Regions from separate parts of the Mus musculus genome. Here all the other regions are linked to region 3. Evidence: chromatin contacts called from public HiChIP or PLAC-seq data. All regions are on one chromosome and are shown on one strand. Each heading gives the region's core, a stretch centred on a gene start, on an enhancer-like site or on the middle of the called end of the contact. The rest is flanking DNA. Distances are from core to core; before and after follow the strand shown.

What was found. HiChIP or PLAC-seq counts read pairs in DNA pulled down with a chosen protein or histone mark.
Region 1: an H3K4me3 HiChIP or PLAC-seq map of fetal liver shows a contact between it and region 3, with 3 times the contacts expected there. The contact joins the enhancer-like site here to the promoter of Kti12 in region 3. A contact is called at or near these places in 3 of 39 promoter capture datasets (3T3-L1-derived adipocytes, the C10 cell line and neutrophils), 2 of 115 datasets of contacts at active chromatin or transcription factors (fetal liver and large pre-B cells) and 2 of 9 other capture datasets (adipose tissue and liver).
Region 2: a contact with region 3 is called in an H3K4me3 HiChIP or PLAC-seq map of embryonic stem cells, with 14 read pairs. The contact joins the enhancer-like site here to the promoter of Kti12 in region 3. A contact is called at or near these places in 5 of 39 promoter capture datasets (the 3T3-L1 cell line, the C10 cell line, the HPC-7 cell line and 2 more), 1 of 15 datasets of contacts at CTCF or cohesin (large pre-B cells), 1 of 484 Hi-C or Micro-C datasets (cortical neurons), 25 of 115 datasets of contacts at active chromatin or transcription factors (the 230-238 cell line, the NIH/3T3 cell line, the SCID.adh cell line and 15 more) and 3 of 9 other capture datasets (adipose tissue, liver and pancreatic islet).

Annotation. Positions count from the first base shown.
Region 1 is chr4:109,252,093-109,255,576 of GRCm38.p6, forward strand. Calr4 (calreticulin 4) reads left to right here. Exons shown (of 8, transcript NM_001033226.4): 8 at 1,658-2,485. The coding sequence ends at 1,909. The region is part of intron 2 of Gm40225 (a long non-coding RNA gene); the gene reads right to left. Among named protein-coding and RNA genes, the nearest start is that of Calr4, 18 kb to the left of the region's middle. Within about 2 kb of position 1,894, at least 31 of the 459 cell types and tissues checked have an H3K27ac peak or open chromatin away from gene starts, as enhancers often do. A contact at or near this core is called in adipose tissue and fetal liver, where this site is marked.
Region 2 is chr4:109,172,158-109,176,025 of GRCm38.p6, forward strand. It overlaps Osbpl9 (oxysterol binding protein-like 9), which reads right to left. Exons shown (of 24, transcript NM_001368727.1): 2 at 117-167. Among named protein-coding and RNA genes, the nearest start is that of Gm46867, 28 kb to the right of the region's middle. Within about 2 kb of position 1,719, at least 60 of the 459 cell types and tissues checked have an H3K27ac peak or open chromatin away from gene starts, as enhancers often do. A contact at or near this core is called in adipose tissue, cancer-associated fibroblasts, cortical neurons and 3 more, where this site is marked.
Region 3 is chr4:108,845,332-108,849,275 of GRCm38.p6, forward strand. Kti12 (KTI12 homolog, chromatin associated) reads left to right here and starts at 2,526. Exons shown (of 1, transcript NM_029571.2): 1 at 2,526-3,944. The coding sequence starts at 2,560. The coding sequence ends at 3,615. It overlaps Txndc12 (thioredoxin domain containing 12 (endoplasmic reticulum)), which reads left to right. Exons shown (of 7, transcript NM_025334.3): 2 at 620-680.

The sequences.
Region 1 (3,484 bases), core at 644-3,143, 410 kb after region 3:
CAGGCTTGGGGGTCAGACCAGAGCCCACATAGAAGGCATCTGTGTTTCTAGGGACACATATGCTAGGCAAGTGCTCTACCACTGAGCTGTATGCTAGAACTCTTTTTATTTTAAGACAAGGTTTCACAAAGTTACCCAGACTGGCTTTCAACTCACTCTGTAGCCAAGGCTGGCCTTGAATATGTGTTCTTTGTCTTCAGCCTACTATGTAGTTGAGATTACAGGTCTGTTGGGCACCAGTCCTGACTCCCAGCGGATCTAACTGAAAGTGCTAGGCTTGGAACATTTGCCTTTATCCTCTGGGCTATTTTGCTGACTCAGTGCCTAGCTTTAAAAATACGTTTTAGTCTAGTTTTGTCTTGTTTTACTTTAGCATTATCATCTTTATTTTGTGATACTAGAAAACTAACATAGAGCTTTGTTCATGCTAGACATGTGCGGATTGCTGAGCCACTCCCCAGCCCTCTAATACTGTTGTGTTATTGTTATTTATTAGTTAGAACACGAATGTTTTTATGTAGACTGCTTAGGTTCAAATCCAGGCTCCATCCCTAACTAGCTATATGCACTTTGTCTGTTTATTTAACCTTTCAATTGGGAATAATGATAGCACTATCTTTTAAACAAAATGTAGACCATCCATATGAGCTGGGTGTGACGGCATGTCCACCACTGCAGTCCCACAGGGTGGAGGAGGCAGAGGCAGAAGGGTTAAGAAAGAATTCAAGGTTTGGACACAGTGGTGTGCATCTTAGATCCCAGCACTCTCAGGTGGGTCTCTGAGAGTTTGAGCCCAGCCTGGTCTACATAGTGAGTTCCAGGACAGCTGGCGCTTCATAGAGAGACCTTGTCTCAAAAAAATTAAAAGAAAAAAAGAAAGCATTCAAAGCCATTTCTGGATTATATAGCAAGACCCAGTCTCAAGAACAAAATAAGCAAGCAAATGAATGAATTAGAAAGAATCCCAAACATTAGATAGCCCTTATCGAAGGTGGGCTACATGACCTTATGCATCATTGTGAGGAATACAAATAACACACAAATATTGTTTAGCCTAAGGTGGGTAATGACATAGGTATCTAATGCAAGAGGAGGAATTAGTTTATTTTAGTATTTTAAATTTTTTATTACACTTATGCTACTTAGTATAATGTTACATATTATCAGGTCTGAGTGCACGCACATGCCACAGTATTGGAGGTCAGAGGACGACTTGTGCCGTTGGTTCTTTCCTTCCGCTGTGAGTCCAGGGAGCAAACTCAGGGCTATGGGCTTGGTGTCAAGCACTGTCACCTTTACTCAACTTGCCAGTCCACTTTATATTTTTAAAATTATTTTATTTTAGTTTATATTTCATTTTGAGACAAGGTCTTAGGTAACCCCTAACATCCTTGTCTAGCAGAGGATAACCTTGAACTCCTGACCCTGCCTCCACCTCTCAGGTGCTAGGATTATGTGTATGCCTAGCTTTAGATCAATTTTATTTACAAATGAAATACATCAACACCCAGACGACTACCCCACAGGCGCTGAAATCTAGATGTAAATAAACACCATCCTAGAAACCTTGAAGTCAATGGGAAGACAACAGATGTTTCTAAAATGGGCTATCTGTTTACTTCATCTGTGAAACTTTGAAACCCCACATTTTAAACAGGATGTGGAGCAGCAGTGGAGAGAGCTGTATGAGGAAATGGAGAAACAGAAGGAGGCGGAGGAGACCAAGAAGAAGAGGGAAAAGGAGAGAGCCAGGCAAGAGGACGTCTGGGGACTAGATGAGGAGGATGAGGAGGACGCTGAAGAGGACGACGAGGAGGAAGCAGAGGAAAGGCTCAAGCAGGAAGGCAGTGCAGCGAGGGCGTCTCTGGACCAGAAGGAAGCCCACTTGGATCAGAAGGATGAACTGTAACTGCACAGACACTGGGTGTGGCCGAAGTCAGAGACGGTGCTTAGAGAGGGAAATGGGCCCTCGCTTAGCAAATTATGGGAAGTAAAACGACTCATTCTTTTTAGATAAACTTTGGATTTATAGTTCTACTCCCCTTCCCTGCTCTATTTGCTCATTGGTAGAAAGGGAATGATAATTTTATCTCATGAAATGGCCCTTGGGACTGAATGAGGCAATGCCTGTAACATGCCCAAAGTAAATACTTGTAAAAAAAATGTAGTAGTTAAAACTACTATCATTATCATGGTGTTTATGAAATTAATTGTTGGTAAATAAGCTTCTATATAAACTTGGTTCTTACTTTCAACTGGGGTTTTTCTTTTGTTTAAATATATGCAATTCTTAGTATTTATGGAGCAGTGCTAACAGTTGAACCCAATGTTTCCTTTTTTTTTTTTTTTTTTAAATGTATTGAGCACCTAAAGCCAAAAGCAGAACATCCTTTGGACGTTTGGAAAAATACTTCATGAAAGTCACCTTGTTTGCCTGCTGCTCTTGCCTTATGTTTAAACAATTGTTACTTGTTTGCAAGTTTGCTTGTCTTATTTCTATCTTTTTTGTTCCACCGGCTCACAGCATCATTATCTCTTGAGTTCTTGTAGTTCTTTATAGATTAGAAAGCATTTTCCCACAAATTCGCAGTGTGCCTACAATGCATCTATTCAGTCTTACAGAGGTCACTGCAGAGATCATTGCTATCTTCATGTTGCAGACACAGAAACTTGTTCAGGGTCAGTCAGTAAGGGGCGGGCCAGGATCTGATCTCAGGTTCATCTGGCTGAAAAGCTTAGCCTTCTACTGCACCAGGCGATTTGAATGAATATCTATTAGTACGAAATACAGACAGAAAGTAACCTGTCACATGGAAGAAATGTCCTTATATCCTTTTGTTTTGTTTTTGTTTTAATCCAACATTTAAGGAACCAGTAAACGACAGGGTTACCAACACAAATCAAGGTACTCACTAAATATCCATTGGAAAGTGTGAACTCCTATCCTCAACTACATAGTGACCGCAAGGCCAACCTGGACTAGACCCTATCTCAAAAAACAACCAACCAAACACAAAACCAAACCACCAACTCACTCTGCCTATGCCTGCAGGTTTCAGAGACACCTTCATAAAGACCTTTGAGCCAGGTATTGAAGAATACAAGAAAATGTAGAACAGATTTGCAGTTAAAGAACTAGGAGCCTGGATAACAGGAAGTGGAGTCATCAGATCAGTGAGAGTGGCAGGAAGTTCTCCCTTCCTCCCTGGAAGCTGGGACATAGTCAGCTTGTTTTGTTTCTTAGAAAAACTAAATGTTTAATTTTTAAAAGAATATCTTTTATATATTCTTTGGCATTTGTATACATGTATACATGAGCACCTTCATCGTCATTTGAGACAGGTTCCCACAGTCTTGCCCTGTTGCCCTGATTGGCAGAGAGTTTACTTTGAAACATAGACTGGCTTTTAACTTCCTCATACCTCAGCCTTTGAGTGCTGGAATTGCACGCATGCAAAAACTGCTCAGCTCCTAGTGGTGGGTC
Region 2 (3,868 bases), core at 469-2,968, 330 kb after region 3:
GTTATCTGGCCCAATAACTAAGTAAGGAAATTAAGTTAAAAATATAGACTCCGTGGCTCCATCAAAATATTTCTTTTTTGTTGAAATTGGTTTTCATAAAATGAAAAAATACTCACTCTGAGTCTAACGCATCCTCTTCGAGAGCCTCTCATCATTTTGTCCTTGGACTAAAAGAAAAAACAAAACGCTCAATAAATAAAAGGTTAAGACAAATGTTTTTAGAGTCATCTGTGTACTAAAAATTGAGTAACATTTACAGAACTGACCATTCTTTCTGCCCATCATCTGCCACAGAAGAAATCTCTTCTTGCAGGGAAATTACCAGCTTTTAAATGAAAGTAGTTTGCCATCTATTCAAACCAACCTGAACACAGAACTTTACACACATCCTCAGTGCACACAGCCACTGCAATGTCTATCCCTCTCCATGTCCCTTCACTACAGACCAGCATTGAGTGTAAGAATCTCTCCCCATGATGAGGACAAGAGGGAGGGACCACACTTTCCGTGCAATCCCCAGATGTCATGTCTCCTTTTCTGTTTTGCAGCCACTCATCAAAGTGCCTTAGCCATCTGGTCTGGATTCTCACCCTTGAGTGCCCAGCCTCCTGTGTGTTCCTTGATTGGGGCATGTACAGCCTTTGGGGCATTCCTAGGAGGGTGAGAAGTCTATCTTGGCTTATTGTATGCTCTAGTGCAGTGTCTGGTATACATTAGGTGCTCAAAAAGCATATCCTGGTGAGACACTGTTGTCCCTTCTGTCCCCTCACTAGCCTGGGTGGAACTCAGGCTGTTACAGGAAGCATAGAGCTGACATCCAGGAAATAAATGCTCCTGGAAATTAATTGGCCACCCTAAGTAAAATCTAGGAGAGGGATTGTAATACATATGTAATACTTGTAGAATAATTGATATTTTCCACTTCCCACCTGTATGAAAAAAAAAAATCAAAACAAGCAGACTCCATGTGACTGTACAATTGTCCTGCTTGAAGCCCCAGACACCTATAACCTCCAAATTTCTAAGCGATGGGAATTCATGTTCAGAAGTGATTGCTGATATTCTGAAGACAGTCTGCTTTTATTTTTGCAAACACAGATAGATAATTTAGGGGGAAAATACCGGGCATGATCAAAGAGTTCCTTACTAATAGGGCAACTAATAAAAGCATTGCTAAGAGAGGCATTCTTAAGCACTTAATAGCCCTTTTATGGAACTATATTTATCTTCTCTCCAAAACAATAAAGACATGATACAAAAACATTCATTAGGTTAGAATACAACCAATGAGATTAGAATGCAAAGCTATTCACATACACACTCTCCTCTCCTCTCCTCTCCTCTTCCCTTCCCTGCCCTCCCTTCCCCTCCTCCCCCATCTCCTTCATCCTTGAGCCGCCTGCATTGTAAAGCAGTTTTTAAAATCACAAGACACAAGGCCAGACAGGCCAATGATGTTGCTTCCATTTGGATTATGAATTACAAAACACTAAAACAACTGGAAGCAATTACACAAATAGCTGAGGAACTGCTCAGGCGAATCAGAATATGGAGCATTCTACAAAATAACCGACGATAAAAAAATAGTCTCACACAAACAATCCAAACACAAGAGCACAGAAAGCACAAAGGAGCAAGGACAGAGAGCAACTCTGAATCCAGAGATCCAGAGTGGGGGCCCGGGCTGCAGCAGTGAAGCTTGCTGGCTCCTGGGTAAGGCACTGGCAGCACACTAGGGACCTGAGCTCCATCCGGCACCACCCCTCTGCGGCTCCTTCTTCAGTAAGCTGTCTCCTTTGCCTGTTAATATCTCCCCGAGCCTGTTGGATTCTTTCTTCAGGAACACAATAATCTGGAACACTCCAGGTGGTGCCCCCTGAACTCTGTTATCGAGACCAGCCCAACTGCTCTCAAGTCTAGGTCTGGATGATCCTCACGAGCTCCAGGCCAGCTTGGGCTACATACGGAGACTGTTTCAAAATAAAGATAAATATGTCAAGCAAACCAGAACAAAATAATCTTGCAGTCCAAAAGCTCCCACCATTCCTGTGGCCCAGCCTGACTTTCCAGCTCCCTGAACCAGCCAGTCCTTCATGCCTAAGGGCTTTGACAGACTGTTCTCTTGCCTGCAGTGCCTGCCCATGTTCCAGGTTCCTTAACAAGCTAATCCTGCTTACCCTCAGGAAATTCTAGCTGAGGCCCTGGACTACATTATAACCATTCCTGCCAAAAAGCCATTTTTAAAAGACAATCTTTCCCTTCATAATATTGTGGGGAAATAAAACTTCCCTGGATTTCTCTGCGTTCTAATCAAAAGCTGTAGAGCATGTCATAATAATTAATTTTTTCATTTTTCTCTGATCTCAAAGAATAACAAATATTTTCTTTCCCAGTGGAGTGTGAAAATTATATCCTGGAATAGGAAAGTCATTTTAAGAGCATGTAAGAACCACTCAGCTCAATGTATTAAATCTGTTGCCCAACAGGGGTTCTGAATCGCTTTAGTCTGAGGCTATGTTTTCTTACTTTAGATGAACTTCAGGATTCCACTTAAGAAGCCATCCATAGGGGCTGGAGAGATGATTTGGAGCCTAAGCGCACGGGTGGCTCTTGCAGAGAGCCTGGGTTCAGTCCCCAGCACCACATGGTGTCTCACAATCACTGTAACTCCACTTCCAGGGACTGAACACCCTCTTCTGGCCTCTATGGGCACTGTACACATCAGGTACTTAAGTGCATGCAAGCATATACATAAAATAAAATTTTTAAAGTTTTTTTTTTTTAAATCTTCAAGGGCCAGCAAGATGGTTCAGTGGGTAAAACTGCTTGCTACAAAAGCCCTACAACTTGACCTAGATCCCTTGGTGGGAGAAGAGAACTGATTCCCAAAAGTAGTCTTCAAGCCTATGCCTTGGACACATCTGCTATACAACACACACATACACACCATTTATAGTAAATAAAATTTTTTAAATCAAGAAACATTCAAAATATTCTCCATTTAGGCTCCAAAGCTGCAGATACCATTTATATGAAAGTTATTCTTTAAATGTACAAAATAATTTCAATTCCCTATAATTTCTAGAGTTAGTTATAAGAATATATATAATACACACACACACACACACACACACACACACACACATATCCACAGATAAAGAAGGTACTATAGACCGCACAGTTTAATAAAATGAGGTGGCTGTGGGAAAATGCTGAAATTCAGCTTTGCCAGATCCCTTCTGTTCTCAGACTTTAGTTTCCCTGTTGGTAAAATGGAGACATGACTCACCCTCAAGAGGTAGTCCCAAGTACTTACTACAGAAATCATGCAGTACCCCTGTTTATGCCCCCTTTTTGCTCCTACCTTAAATAAACAAACACAGACTGTAGTGATGTTCTTTAAAACTAGACAGGTACAATTCTCGTGAGCAACAAATTTTATCAGAGGTCAAAGTGTAATCATCCAGACAGGAGCAAAGATACTCTACAGAAAGGCACATGTGCCTCTTCCCTGCTATCAGACTTTTGAAACAATAGACTCCAAGGAATTGGAATTTCTCAGGAACCCTGGTGCCAGCAGAGAGATGTATTTATCAGAGAGATTTCACACAATGCTAACTTTAGCAAGACAGAGCTGTAACCAAAAGCCAGTGAAAGGTTGGTGAGGGGCAGGACTACACCATGACTCAGCTGCTTAGTTAAGCATGCCTCTTGCCTCTATTGAAATCTAAGTCTGGAGTCTGGACCCTGAAGATGGACTTGGTTGGAACCAGTGAGTCACTGAACCTTTCCATTTGTCCCTTGTCCAGGGTGGCCACACTGAACAAACACCCTTTCTGCTTCTCACTGTTATTTGTTACTTTACTTG
Region 3 (3,944 bases), core at 1,276-3,775:
AGACTGTAGCATATGCATGCCCACATACATGAACAAATGTAGTTCTAAAATGGAAAAGACCATTCTGGCTGAACTGTGGGAATAATGACAGTTAATGACCTGACCTTATTTATTAGTTTCTTGTACCAATATTCTGAGGTAGAAATTAGTGTCTTGATTTTATAGATGGTGAACCAGGACTTAGATGGCTTCATTCAAAACTCTACAGTCTTAATGGGAAGTGGAGTTATAGATCCACGTTTTGTGTGTCTGAAGCTTCACTGCCGGTCATTTCAGTGATGATGCTCTCTGATCACTGTGTAAGACAGTCTCATTCATTCTCACTGTATTGTTGGCATAGTGTGGTAGTTCACATAGGACTCATTACTTAAGCTCCTTAATAATCACTAATGAAATGGTGTTCTCCCGTTTAGAGGTATGAAAACAGACTTGGGGGAGGTGACTACCTATGGTTCAGTATTCCCAGAAAACAGTGAAGCTGGCGTTGAACACCAGGCTCTTAGCAGAGGGGAAACATTTTTTTTTTTCTATTCATGGATATATTACAAGCATGTCTCCTTTCTTTCTTGTGTGAATGTCCTTTGTTTTTTTGGATGTTTATAAGGCTCTTTCCTTCTAGGTTTTGGAGATCACATTCACTGGAGGACTCTGGAAGATGGCAAGAAGGAAGCAGCTGCAAGGTATCAAACACGCTCGGGATGTTTATAGTAACAAAGCTTTCTAGCCATTAGCTTTGCATTGCTCTCAGATGAAGGGCTAGGTCAAGGCCCCACAAGAACTATGTAAGTTTCCTGATAACAAAAAGTCAGCACTTACTGTGTACCAGGTGTTAAATAATCTAAATTGGTTAGCTCATTTAGTTTCTCGACATTTCTATGAAGTATTGTTGTTACTTTTTTAGAAATGAGAAAGTCACTCAACAGTTAGAAGATCACCAGTTGGTACATAGCAGAGCTGAGCTTCTGACAGCCTCTTTGTTCTCTGTCAGTGAGTTATATACTAGCCTTAAGCTAAAATAGTGTAATGTTTCAGGGAGGGTTAGTTTGTGCACAAACACGCAGAGCATAAGGGGTGGGGGAGGGTGCAGAAGCAAGGAGCTGCCAATGTTACAAAGATTGGTTTATTTAGTCTTTACAGCCTCTGAGATTGGTACAACTATGAAATAATAACTGTTACATTTTATCGAAAAGAGAATTGAAATACTGAAAAGTGAAATTACTTCCCAGTCTTTTTTTTTTTTTAAAGATTTATTTATTATATGTAAGTACACTGTAGCTGTCTTCAGACACTCCAGAAGAGGGAGTCAGATCTCGTTACGGATGGTTGTGAGCCACCATGTGGTTGCTGGGATTTGAACTCCGGACCTTCGGAAGAGCAGTCGGGTGCTCTTACCCACTGAGCCATCTCACCAGCCCCACTTCCCAGTCTTTAAACAACCATTAAGTGGACTTTCATGTGTCTCCTGTACTGTATTAGAGACTTACTCTACTCCAGCATGTGTGTCCTATATTATATCATACTCCTGTCACACACATACTCACATTTATACTTCTGTACCTATCACACTTGTGCTTGCTGTTGTAAAACAGATCCTAAGTCTCATGACACGGGGGTCTCAACTCAAGCTTTCTGCAGGAGGATTGCCAAGTTTAATTAAAAAAAGATACCCAGCTAAATTTAAATTTCACACAAAGGAAAATTAAATATGCCCATGTAACTTATGCAACTTTTTAAAAATCTCAAAATCAGATTTAATTGGAAAATCTTCATTGTATTTGGCGACTCTATCCACGATGGAAATTTCAATTATTCTTTCAAGTTCAAAATCAAGTTCGCTCCGAGGGTATAGTGCTGAGGCATAGAGCATTCACAAGGTTCTAGCCCAGCAGCCCTCTCTACCAAACAAATAGAAACAAATTCAAGCATCAATCAAGTCTTCAAGGAGGTTTCCGGGCAGCTTTTTCACTTCTGTTCTTCACACTAAAGTACAGCTACCCATAAAAGTGTTTACTTTGCGTGGACACTTAATGCTTCCTGATACGAACCTTGATTTTTTTTTCCTTTTTTCCATATATATATTGTTTTTTTGAACCTTGATTTTCCTAGGGGAACAGTTTTTATTCATCTCTGACCCCAACCATGAAAGGATGTTGACGACTGAAATAGTTGTTATGAATAAACATTTACTAAGAGCTACTAGGTGTAAGAGAAGTCCTGAATAGAGAAACATCATTTGTAATTTGCCTTCTGTATGCTAAATGTGGTGCTAGTAATTTCGTTGAATGCCCATTAAATCCCATTTAATAAATACCCTCTTTGACGGAGGGTAATCTTATCCTGTTGAGGCCTTTAACGTTTGGTGTAAATAACTAACGCCATTCTAATCTTTGCGTCTCCTTTCTGAGAATGTTGGTCCTTGATCTGGTTGGTTAGAGTTCCGGTTTCCCATAGAAACAAAAGGTCCCGTAAGAGTGTAAGGGAACAGGAAGCTCGGTTTTCTCTTCCGGTTCCTGCCGGAAGTTGACGCCAAACATCCGCACATGGATGCCCCTGGAGATCATGCCGCTCGTCGTGGTTTGCGGGCTGCCGTCCAGCGGCAAGAGCCAGCGGACGGAGGAGCTCCGTCGGGCGCTGGCCAGCGAGGGCCGCGCGGTGTATGTGGTGGACGATGCTTCGGTGCTGGGCGCGCAGGACCCGACTGTGTACGGCGACTCCGCTGGTGAGAAGGCTCTGCGGGCTGCGCTGCGGGCTGCGGTGGAGCGGCGCCTGAGCCGGCAGGACGTGGTCATCCTGGACTCGGTGAACTACATCAAGGGCTTCCGCTACGAGCTGTACTGCCTCGCCCGGGCCGCGCGCACGCCGCTCTGCTTACTTTACTGCGTGCGGCCGAACTGGCCGAGCCGCGAGCTTCGGGAGGCTTCCGCCTCCGAGAACCGGGACCTGGCTGTCAGCGTGAGCTGGAGACCGCGGGCCGAGACCGGCGGGAAGTCTCAGGCGGCTGGCGCTGTGGAGGAACAGCGCGCCACCAGCCCCGTAGCCAACGGGGGAGTTCTGGCCGCTGTCTCAAAGGAACTGGATCCAGAGGAAATCCTGCCATCAAACCCTTCCGCTGTAATGACCCCGGGGTCCGAGAAATCTGCAGAGCCTGCGTCCTGTGCCTTTCCTCCCGAGGTTCTGGAGTCCTTAGCGCTGCGCTTTGAGTCTCCCGACTCCCGGAACCGCTGGGATCGCCCCTTGTTCACTGTGGTGGGTTTAGAAGAGCCATTGCCCCTCGCGGAGATCCGGTCTGCCTTGTTTGAGAATCGGGCTCCCCCGCCCCATCAGTCTACGCAGTCTCAGCCTCTAGCCTCTGGCAGCTTTCTGCACCAGTTGGATCAGGCCACAAGCCAGGTGTTGACCGCTGTGATGGAAGCCCAGAAGAGCGCTGTGCCCGGAGACTTCCTAAAGCTCCCTGGCACCACGGAGCCCCTCCGATTTACCCGACCCTTGACCTTAGCAGAATTGAGTCGCCTCCGTCGCCAGTTTATTTCCTACACCAAAATGCATCCCAATAACGAGAATCTGCCTCAATTGGCCAACATGTTTCTTCAGTATCTGAACCAGAGTTTGCACTAATGAGGTAGTGGGCAGCAGCTGTGGCTCGTGTCTGACTATTCTACTGTACTTTGTTTAGGAAGAATAGTCCGAAGGTCTGCAAAGCATACTGTAGTAAGATGGCCAAGTTTTGACTCGTTTTCTTAACTGCCACTGCCATACCCTGAGTGTGTAGTTAGCATAAGCTGAGGCATTGAGTGGTAGCTCCAAAAACACCAGGGGGCTTCGGTTGGAGTCTACTTAGGAATACTACACACCACTGTTGGCCTTCCATCGGGATTAAGTCAACTGTGAGTAGAAACCGAAGATAACAGTTTTGTATTCATAATGGCCTTTTCATACTCCAAGTA